3 separate regions of the Sus scrofa genome follow, and all the other regions are linked to region 3. The links are chromatin contacts, called in public HiChIP or PLAC-seq maps. All regions are on one chromosome and are shown on one strand. Each heading gives the region's core, a stretch centred on a gene start, on an enhancer-like site or on the middle of the called end of the contact. The rest is flanking DNA. Distances are from core to core; before and after follow the strand shown. Region 1 overlaps LOC110262179 (a long non-coding RNA gene). Region 2 overlaps TET2 (methylcytosine dioxygenase TET2). Region 3 has its middle 180 kb from the start of TET2.

The links. HiChIP or PLAC-seq counts read pairs in DNA pulled down with a chosen protein or histone mark.
Region 1: a contact with region 3 is called in an H3K27ac HiChIP or PLAC-seq map of skeletal muscle. The contact joins two enhancer-like sites. A contact is called at or near these places in 1 of 47 Hi-C or Micro-C datasets (epiblast stem cells) and 2 of 2 datasets of contacts at active chromatin or transcription factors (alveolar macrophages and skeletal muscle).
Region 2: an H3K27ac HiChIP or PLAC-seq map of skeletal muscle shows a contact between it and region 3. The contact joins two enhancer-like sites. A contact is called at or near these places in 2 of 2 datasets of contacts at active chromatin or transcription factors (alveolar macrophages and skeletal muscle).

The regions. Positions count from the first base shown.
Region 1 is chr8:116,591,292-116,594,822 of Sscrofa11.1, forward strand. All of the region lies in intron 3 of LOC110262179 (a long non-coding RNA gene), which reads left to right. Among named protein-coding and RNA genes, the nearest start is that of TET2, 46 kb to the left of the region's middle. Within about 2 kb of position 1,855, at least 34 of the 83 cell types and tissues checked have an H3K27ac peak or open chromatin away from gene starts, as enhancers often do. A contact at or near this core is called in skeletal muscle, where this site is marked.
Region 2 is chr8:116,518,200-116,521,568 of Sscrofa11.1, forward strand. The region is part of intron 1 of TET2 (methylcytosine dioxygenase TET2); the gene reads right to left. Among named protein-coding and RNA genes, the nearest start is that of TET2, 27 kb to the right of the region's middle. Within about 2 kb of position 1,407, at least 11 of the 83 cell types and tissues checked have an H3K27ac peak or open chromatin away from gene starts, as enhancers often do. A contact at or near this core is called in skeletal muscle, where this site is marked.
Region 3 is chr8:116,727,209-116,730,719 of Sscrofa11.1, forward strand. No RefSeq gene overlaps it. Among named protein-coding and RNA genes, the nearest start is that of TET2, 180 kb to the left of the region's middle. Within about 2 kb of position 1,568, at least 4 of the 83 cell types and tissues checked have an H3K27ac peak or open chromatin away from gene starts, as enhancers often do. A contact at or near this core is called in skeletal muscle, where this site is marked.

The DNA.
Region 1 (3,531 bases), core at 605-3,104, 140 kb before region 3:
CTGCCTCCCCATACTTTTTTTTTTTTTCCTTCTTCTTTCTTCTTCTTCTCAGAACTACACCTGCGGCCTGTAGAAATTCCCAGGCTAGGGGTCGAATTGGATCTGCAGCTGCTGGCCTGCAACACCACAGCAACACCAGATCCCAGCTGCATTTATGACCTATGCCACAGCTTGTGGCAACACTGGATCCTTAACCCAGTGAGCGAGGCCAGGGATTGAACCTTTATCCTCATGGAGACCACATCACGTCCTTAACATGATAAGCCATAATGGGAACTCCTCCCTCCCCATCTTAACCCTCAAAATCCACTCCTGCACATATTCTTCCCAGTCCTGCCAATGTATATAAGCTAGTACTAGATTTTTTTTTTTTTTTTGTAAAAAAGCTATTTTCTTCTGGAACAGGGACTGTATTTCTCTACTCAGTGAATAGTGGGTCATGGCCATAGTTACTGGTTTGTGCATTATAAGGGGAGACTTGGTGGGTTCTGAGGAGGCCGCATCATCTTTCTAGGCATCTGCCTCAGGTGAGATCTTTACAAGATTGTCAGGTAAGAGACATCCTTCTCCTCCAGCTGGAGGAGGGGCCTGCTTCAGGAGACAAATTAGCCATGGAATTTCATTTTGAGGGTCTGCTTTCCAGGACCATTCCTGGTACCAAATGCCTTTGGGTTTCCTTAAAAGCAATGCCTGAGATAAGAGCTTGGGTACAGGTGGTCTATTTGGGAAGTGACCCTACAAACCATGAGTGGCCAAGTAAGAAGAATGAGATGGTGACAATAGAGTGCCTTATTCAACCCAACCTTATATGGGCAACAAGGGACTTTTGAGAAGAACGAAGAATGCCTCCAAAAATTAGCCATCTGAGGGATGGAAGTCTGGAACGTTTATCTACTGACTCTCCCGCTGTGGCCTGACCTGGCTCATGTGGGCAAGCCAGCTCCTGTGGCTCCTAGGAGCAGAACCCAGGAAGACATGCAGTGGTGGGCACTTGAGGTAGGAGGTTGGCTGCAGGAGCAGAGAGAGAACTCTTGACAATAATCATAGCTACAGTCAAGATGGGGAGGTAAAGACATACAGACTTAGGAAGGAAGTCTAAGCTAGAGATACAGATGTGAAAATTGGGCAGAGGTGATATTGAAAATGTAAGAACAAATGAGATCATCAAAGAGGAGGAAGAGAACACAAAAGAACACCTATTTTTAAGAGGATGGGAAGAGGATTCAGGAATGAAGACTAAGACTTGATGGGAGTTACGAATGAAAAAAGTGTTTCCTTAACTCTTTCTCTCCTCTTGAAGAATATTACATGATTTTATAACTGCTGCCTTGAAAAAAAAAAGTGATCTGAGATGTGAGAGAATCAGGAGAGTGCAGTATCATGGAAAACAAAAGAAGAGAAATTTCTCAAAGGAGTAGGTGGTTGGCATCTTCAAATACCATAGAGAAATCTACCAAAATAAATACTTGAAAACATTCCCTGTATTTATCAATAAGCAGGTCATTTTCACCACTGTCTTTGTAAGTTCCAGTAAGGTAGTAAAGGCAGAAGCCAGCTTACAGTGGGTTTGTAAATCAGATGAGAGGGAGTAGAGACAATCAGTATGGCAACACTTTAAGGTGATTCACTAAGAGGTAAAGAAGAGATTCAGTATTCAGGATTTAACAGGAAAGGGAGAGGTTCTTTCTTAGCTGGGTATTCAGGTTTCAAAGTTGTAAATTAGTCACTTCAAAGATTTTTTTTTTTCTTCTTTTTTAAACTAGTTCAGTGGACTAATTTTTGTTGAGGAGTTAGTTCTTAAGCAGTTAATAGGCGATTCAGATGCTCTAGGAAATGCCATCCTTTTATTTATCTCACCACTTCCTCTTACAAAAGGAAAGACTTGGGTTACAACTTGGTTGTGTTCTGTTCTAAGCACCAGAATTCAAGTGGGGTTGCCCAGAGCCCGGAAACAGGAGGAAAAAGTCATTAAAATAAACACAAAGCTTGTTTACATATTCGCAGGAAACTTCCCACGACCTATTAAAATGGAAACAAAGAGCTCACATTCAAGAAAGGGATGCAAATGTTGAATTTCTCTTAACCCACGGAGGCCAATTTCTTTACAGCAAAAAGCCCACAAAAGAAAATTAGTCAAATGCACTACTGTTTTCTCTGGCTGCCAGCTTTTCTGCATCTGGTCACAACGTTGCACTGATTTCCCCCCTTCTTAGAGGCAGGCGGGAGCTTGAAATTCCCTGCTGAAGCAGAGGGCATCCGTGCAGGGGCACATCATGGGCAACTGCAGTGTGACTCACACTGTGACGCTGGGAATCTTGGGAGTTGAGCTGAGGACAAAATGGGAGGGATTTCTCTGCCCCCGGACTGGACTCTCAGTGTGTTCACACACCCCATTCTTCATGAGAGCTTACTGCTTGGCTAAAAGTGCCTCATGGAAAAAGATTATGAAGCCTATAGGCAAGTTAGTGCTTATTGTCTTCTTTCTATCCTAACTTCCTTTCTTGGCGTTGGGCTTTACTGTTTTTTTGGTTTGTTTTGTTTTTGTTTTTTCTGAAGTTCCCCAACTTTATATATGAGTTTATGAGAAATTTTCTAGCTAAGCTTGGCAATGATGATATTAGAATTTGTAGAGCAATCACAATTGGGCAGTCCAAAGAACTATGTGGAACTTAATCTCCGGAACACTTGTTAGGAGATATTATTAGGTTTAAGACTGATATTCAATTGCGGGAAGATCTGAAAGGCAGTTTCCCCCCTCTTCCTTTCCCTTCCTTCTTTCTCCCCTTCTTTTCTGTTCTATTTTTCCTCTTCTTAACATTACCATGTCTGCCCTGATGGTCTGCTTTTCTCACAGGGCTATTATGGGATTAAATAACACATAGGAGGCTATTTTAATTTTGTTTGTTTGTTTGTTTTTGGCCATGCCCACAGCATGTGGAAGTTCCCAGACCAGGGAATGAACAGGAGTGACAACGCTGGATCCTTAACCCGAAGTGCCACCAGGGAATTCTGGAAGCTGTGTTATTTTGCTTTTTAGGGCTGCACCCTATGGCATGTGGAAGTTCCCAGGCTAGGGGTCAAATTGGAGCTGCAACTCCCAGCCTGCACCACAGCCACAGCAAAGTGGGATTCCAGCCTCATCTGCAAAGTACACCACAGCTCATGGCAATGCTGGATCCCCAACCCACTGAACGAGGCCAGGAATTGAATCCACATCCTCATGGATACTAGTTGTATTTGTTTCTGCTATATCACAGAGGGAAATCCCAGGAAGCTATTTTAAATTCTGTGAAGCCCTATGGTATTTTTTTGTGATTATGATGATCACTCCTGTGCTATTTTGGAAGGAAGATCAAAGACGATACCACCGATAGAAACACAACAAATGACACAGATATTTCTTTTACCCTGCATATGAGCTGAGATAGTACTGGTAGTGGAAGTGTCATGTTGTTTTAAAACAATAGTTTTTTTCTTTTTTAGGGCCACACCTGTGGCATATGTCAGTTCCCATGCTAGGGGTCAAATTGG
Region 2 (3,369 bases), core at 157-2,656, 210 kb before region 3:
AAAAAGGAGTTGGTTGTCAACTACCAGGTCTTCTAAAACGGATGAGTGCAACCAAGCAGGAAAACACTACTTTGCTACAGTACTTTGTCACACACTTTTCATCACATGACAAAGTAAAAATCATCAAGAAACTCCTAAGAAAAAGAAGCTCTTCTAAAAGCATATTAATCGTGACTAAATTGAGAGTTTATAAACCATAACCACACAGACACACATGACATACACTCCAAAAAAAGAAAAAAACAAAAGACTTGGCCAAAGAGCATATACAGCATAGCTTAGAGAGGAGGACTAATGATGAAAACTTTAAGGGCTTTAAAATATTCCAGGTAGAAATATAAAGAGCATAATAATAATGATTAATGGCATCAGAGGCTTTATTTTTAAACTTGCTTTTATAGAGGCAAACAAGAAATGAAAATTTAAGAAGGACACAAGGTAGTTAGGGAAAACAACTTTAATATGGAGGAATAAATATGAGGATTTGAGTTATAAAGAATGATAAATGAGCAATACCAATAAAAAAGTGAGGAAGTACCGTTTGTGATGATGTCTAGAGACAAATGGTGAATATTAAAATTTCAGAACTTTTTTTTTTTGGAGTGCCATGATATCCCAGAGTGCAAAAATAGCCTCTAAAATAAGTAAGAACAAATTAGCTCCCTTGTAAAGCAAAGAAACTATATATTTTAAAACAAAAAGCCCAATAATTATAGAACATGCATGAATATATTTTATACTCATTCATGCAAGTATGATAACAGAAAAGAGCAGGAATGTGACAATGTTACTTCCTTCTATGTGTTAATGATGGAGGTTTTGGAATGTGGGACAGTATTTTTAGAAGTGAAAGAATAAAATCACCACTTAAAAATCATTGAACAAAGTGGAGTTTGGGGAAAAAAGGAGCCACTGACTCTGCCTTTAAAGAGGAATGTCTGGGAAAAGCTCTTCATGCCAAGTTGACTCGGGTTCATTGGCCATAGAAATCAATACTGAATGTCTTGATTCTCCACTGACTGGGAGTGGATGAGAAGCTAAATGAAAACTGGAGCATTAACTCCAGACAACTCCACATACACTTGGAGATGTGAAAGTGTCATTTCTAAGAAAGGTCAATTATCAGCTGCAGAAAGGCATAACTACTCTAACCTTCAAGAATGAGTCAAAAAAGAGAAGGGAAACAAACAAATGAGCAACCATTAATACATGCATGTTATTTCAGCTCAGTAGCCATTAAAAGCCAGATACTGTGCATGCTAGAAAAACCTTTCTTTTTGAGAAAGATGAGTAATACTGAAGAAATTAATAGTGGGATAAACTTAACCAGGTCTCACTAGGAATGCAGCTGCTTACAGAACCTCAGTGTACAGTCTTATAGCAGGAGGTCAATCTCTCCAACAACTGTCACTAAAATGACTAACACTCTAGGTTTACGCCAGGTCAGTGTACACAGGTCATCTCCAGAGCCATGAATGAAGTCATGCTTTATCAGAAAGCAGGTCAGAGGTGACATAAATCATCTAAATATAACAGATGACTAAAAACAACTTTCTATTATAAGCACTCATTTCCTAAATGAAGAGGATACAGAGCCTTCAATTTTTGAGGACTGATGAGGAGGGAAATCCTCACATAAAACCAAAGACAACTTTTGCATCTTCAGTTCTCTGAGAAAAGGCATGGAGTCTGGAGGTACGTGAATTTGGTCGGTAGTCTTTGTGTATCATGAACACTGAATCTTGCCCACTGACTGCCTTCTGACACCTCCTCTGCCCTCTTCTACTCACCTTTTTTACAAAGGACTGGTGCTCACTGTTCACTGCAAGTAAGGTTGCAAGTCAGTTAAGAAGGATATTAGATTATTCCCTTACTACACATTGGAAAACCCAGTGTTAACAGAGGACTTGAATTAAAAACACTAGTTACCAAGTGTAACTAGGTAAGAAAAAGAAGAAATACTTTTACTGCTTAGCTTTTTATAAATGTAAGGGTTTTTTTTCTGGTTGCTTTACATTTTTTAAATTAAACTAATTTTTTAGAGCAGATTTAGGTTCACTCTACTCTTTAGTGGAAAGTACAGTGAGTTGTCATATACCTCTGTCCACACGTTTGTAAAACTTCTCCCACAATGAACATTCTTTCTGGAGAGATACATTTGCGACAGCTGATGAACCTACACCGACACATCATTATCACCCCAAATCCATAACTGACATTAGGAATCACTCTTGTACATTCTATGAGTTTTGACAGATGTATAATGACATGTATCTACCACTATATTACAGATTAGTTTCACTACCCTTAAAATCCTGTTTTCTGCTTATACATTCTTCCTATTCCCTAATCCCTGGAAACAGCTTATCTCTTTACTGTCCACATTGTTGCACCTTTTCCAGAATGTCATACAACTGGAAGCAGAGTACAGACCTTTACAGAATAGCTTATTTTTCTTAGTAACATGCATTTAAGGTTCCTCTATACCCAGGGATCGAACCTGTACCACAGCTATAACCAGAGCCACAGCAGTGACAACACCAGATCCTTAACCTGCTGAGACACAGGGAAACTCCAGTGCCTTATTTCTTTTTAGTGTGTATGCCACAGTTTACCCATTCACCTACTGAAGGGTATCTTGGTTGCTAACAAGTTTTGGCCATTACAAGGAAAGGTGCTAAAACATTATGTGTGCAGGTTTTTGTGTGGACATACATTTTCAGCTCCTTTGAGTAAACACCCAGGAATGCAATCACTGAATTGTATGGTAAGAGTACATTTAGTTTTGTGAGTAATTGGTCAACTTTCTTCCAAAGTGGCTCTACCACTTTGCATTCCACCATCAATGAATGAAGAGTTTCTTTTGCCTTACTTCCTTGCCAACATTTGGTGTTCTCAGTTTTAGATTTTGGCCATTCTAATAGGCGTGTAGTGGAATCTCACTGTTGTTTTAGTTTGCAATTCTCTAATGACAGTTTTTCATATGCTTACTTGCCAACTGTATAACTTCTTTGATGATGTGTCTGTTCAAGTCTTTTGTCCATTTTTAAAATGTCATTCATTTTTATTGTTTTAACAGATTGAAAAGTTCTATGTATATTTTGAATAACGGTCCTTTATCAAATGTTTTCTTTGGAAATATTATCTCCCAGTCTGTGGCTTGTACTCTCATTCTCTTGACCGTGACTTTAGTAGAACAGAAGTTTTTAATTCTAATGAAGTCCAGCTTAAAAATAATTTCTTTCATGAATCGTGTCTTTGGTGTTGTATCTAAAGAGTCTTCACCATACCAACATCATCTAGGTTTCTCCCTGTGTTACTATTTTCCAGGAGTTTTATAGTTTTGCACTTTACATGTAAGTCTATGAT
Region 3 (3,511 bases), core at 318-2,817:
GCATGACATTAGTTCTTTATGAATCACTGTTGATAGTAAGACTACATATATATTGTGAATTCAGAATTTGAGAGACAAAATCAAGATGGGCTGTGATACACTGTGTGAAAGACAGAAATGGGTGACATAAATGATAGTAATTGGGGACAAATGGGAAGGAGACCATCCAAGAGGGACCTCTATGAGGACGTAACATATATATGGAGATCCGGAGGATGAGAAGTCATAGGAAGAACTAGAGAAAGAGTCTTGTAGGTAGAGAGAATTGAAGGTATAGAACTCTGAGGTGAAAGGCGCTTATTGGTTGGGAATAGGAAGGAGGGTAGCTTAAACTCCCCTAGAAAGAATCTTTCTGACTTGCATTTATTTTGTAACCGACGGAGAGTTCCCTGCTCTCAAGCAGGAAAGAGTAGGTTATGCCACTGTAACCAACCATCCGCAATCTATAAGCTGCTCTAAACAGCTGGATTGATTTCTCACCTACCCAGTATGTCCAGGGGGCTGGCTAGGTGCTCTGGGCTGTATTCTTTTCACTCCAAAACCCACGGTGATGAAACTGGCATATCTGGAATGCAGTGCTTATAGTGGTGGCAGAGTCAAAACAGACAGCACTGCACATCCAGTGCAGGCTCTTAAAGCTTCCACACACATCACTTCCACTATCATCTCATTGGCCAAAGACACTAATCTCAAGTCAACAAGGAAGTGTAATTTTCCCGTGTGCCTGGAAGAGGAGTGGAACTGGAAATATTGATGAGTGGCAGTAATAGCTCCTTTGGGGGTGGGGTGGTGAGCAGTGAACAAGCTAGAACTGTATATAGAAGGTGTGTGTGTGTGTGTGTGTGTGTGTGTGTGTGTGTGTGTGTGTGTGTAGGTATGTGCATGTCGCCAGGGAAAAGGTCTGTTGCTTTAATCAGATTCTCAAAAGGATCTGACACATCAACAATTAAAAACCGCTGGACCAGTTGAAAACTGTCATGTAAACAGATAATTGCTATACAAGGCAATTTGCAGCATGAGTGAGAGGCTGAAATGATTAAAGAACGGGGGTGGGTATGTGTGTACATGTGTGTGTATGCGAGTGCGTGCATGGTGATAAGGAAAAAGTTGATCAAATTTGTGGACTAAAAGGGAGAAGCCAGAGAACAGGGAGCAGTGAATTAAAGACCCCAAATGTGAGGGGAAATGACTGATATAATGCATTACCAGATGCCTAAGTAGATGGTGTCCAATATCCTATGGGGTGTTCACTTCAGAGATTAGAAGAAATGACTCATCTGTGATTTAGGAGGAAGGGAGGGAAAAGATGGCTGCCTCATGGATGTCAGGCAGGCTGCAAGTGGAGGGGAATGAGAAGACGTCTGTTTTGTCCTTGCTACATGGACAAGGGCATCTACTCAGAATGAGGGGGACCGTTGAGCATGTTGATAGGTTAGAACAGCTGTGAGGGAAATCTGAAACGGAGCTGACTTGGGGACAAATAAAAGGACTGCCAGTAGTACTGGGGGCCCAGCCGATGTTGGAGAATGTAGATTTGTTGCAGTGCCAGTAAAGAGAGTTATGGGATTTTTCTTTCCATGCCCAGCTGCCTGGAAGCAGGAGTGGAGAGAGTAAACAGTTAGACTTATCCAGGCTGGGGATTGGCAGAGCAGGTGCAACAACATGTTTTGCTGATAATCTGAAGTTCAAGAATCTCTGCATAGGGAAAAAGGACTGATTTTGCTTTTAATTTTTTAAAAAATAAGTTGGTCCATTATGGTGAGAAGCAGCTTTACAACTACAGTTATTCCCTGTAGGTTGTAATCCATGGTCCCTGTGCAATATTTCTTTGTTTCACGGTCATAACTGCTATAACAAAATAATTGTATGGTTGAAGGGAAAGAGCATAGCTTATCCCTTACTGTTTAAGTAAAACTGACCATGGTGCACCCACTTAAGATTTTCTGTGTTCCTAATACTCCCTTACTCCATCAGTATAATCTCGCAGAGAAAGGTAAGAGGAAAAAAATGAAAGCCCTGGAGATATAATTACATACTCAGAAACAGAATTGCTTACCTAAGCATTTCGCCATTAATTAGCATGTTGTAAATTTTGCTGCCTTGGCTGATAGTAAGACATCTTATTTAGAGGAACCATTAAATGAAGACAAAAGAAAAACATCTGGAGTAGCTCAGCTCCAACGTAGACTGTCATCTGAAATGGCATTGTATTGCATTTCTCTTTTCCCAGTTGCCTGCCAAATCCCCGAATTTCCCTGATTTTGGTGAGGTTACATCATAAGCATTGGACAAAAATGGTGTTGCTGTTCATAAAAGCCACATACGCATCCTGAAGGCAAACATGCTTTTGATAATCGTTTTTTTCTGGTATACCGAATGACTTTCCTTGAAACCTGTCATTTTATTTTCCATTTTCTCAGAATGGAGGTCTCATCTTTTTAAGTATCTCTTGGTGACCGACAAGTGAGGTGAACAGGCCAAATCCGATCATTTCGAATTGTTTGAGGCTCAAGGTAATGTGACTTTTTGCATCCTTCCTCAACAGAGAGAAGTTAGCAGGAGGCAAGCAAGTTAATCTTCTAAAAGAGCTTGTTGCTGCACATGGCTCTTCCCCAGAAAATCCTCTCTCTGAATTTCAGTTGTTGAAACTAGCAGGTTTTATCTCCAGGAACTAAGATAAGTTTCTCTCCGCTCTGGCCTGCCAACTTGTAGACTGTCTTCAGCTGAGGCAGAGCTGCCAGAATGAATAGCTGGAGAATCCACCCGACTCTCTATTTATTTTAGAGTATGATAATTGGAGGGAAAATGAAAATTGTCAGTTTTTCATTACACCCTCAAGCTCTCAGAGCTGGTTATCCCATCAGGCCTCCCAAATATACTTCTGCAGAAAATTGTATAAACAGATGGAAAAGCCAGGAAGAAGGGGATTCATGTCTTGCCAAAGGCCACACAGTATGTTTAGGGCAGGACTGGGCCCCTGTAATTCCTGACAGAGCTGAGGTCTTCCTGCTCTGGCCCCAGAGCCAGGGGAGCATGTGGACACTGAGATCACTCAGTGGACCCTGGGCAGTGCCTGGTTGTGCAAGGGGTGAGGGCAATGAATTTGAACTAGACCCAAAATGACCCACAACAAGCTGAACCAAAAGTCCAGAGACAGGAGGATCCTGAGCATGAGGACTGTCCGTCCACCTTTGCATGCTGGGCACCCAGCTCCATTGCCTGGTATGTCAGTGCTGATTACATTCTGACAAATTCAGAGCTTTTAAAAACATAGGTCAGACAGTCTCATTTCTGTGCTCCAAATGCATTGTGCAGAGTCTTCTCATTTTCCTCAGAGTACAAGTCAAGCTCTGACCTGGGTGATTTGCTCTTGGCTCCCTCTCGGACTGTATTGCTTCTTCTTCTTCCTCTTTTTTTTTTTTTTTGGTTTGTTTTATTAAAGGATACTTGATTTACAATGTTGTGCCAATTTCTGTTGTACAGCATAGTGACCCAATCTCTCTATCTCTCT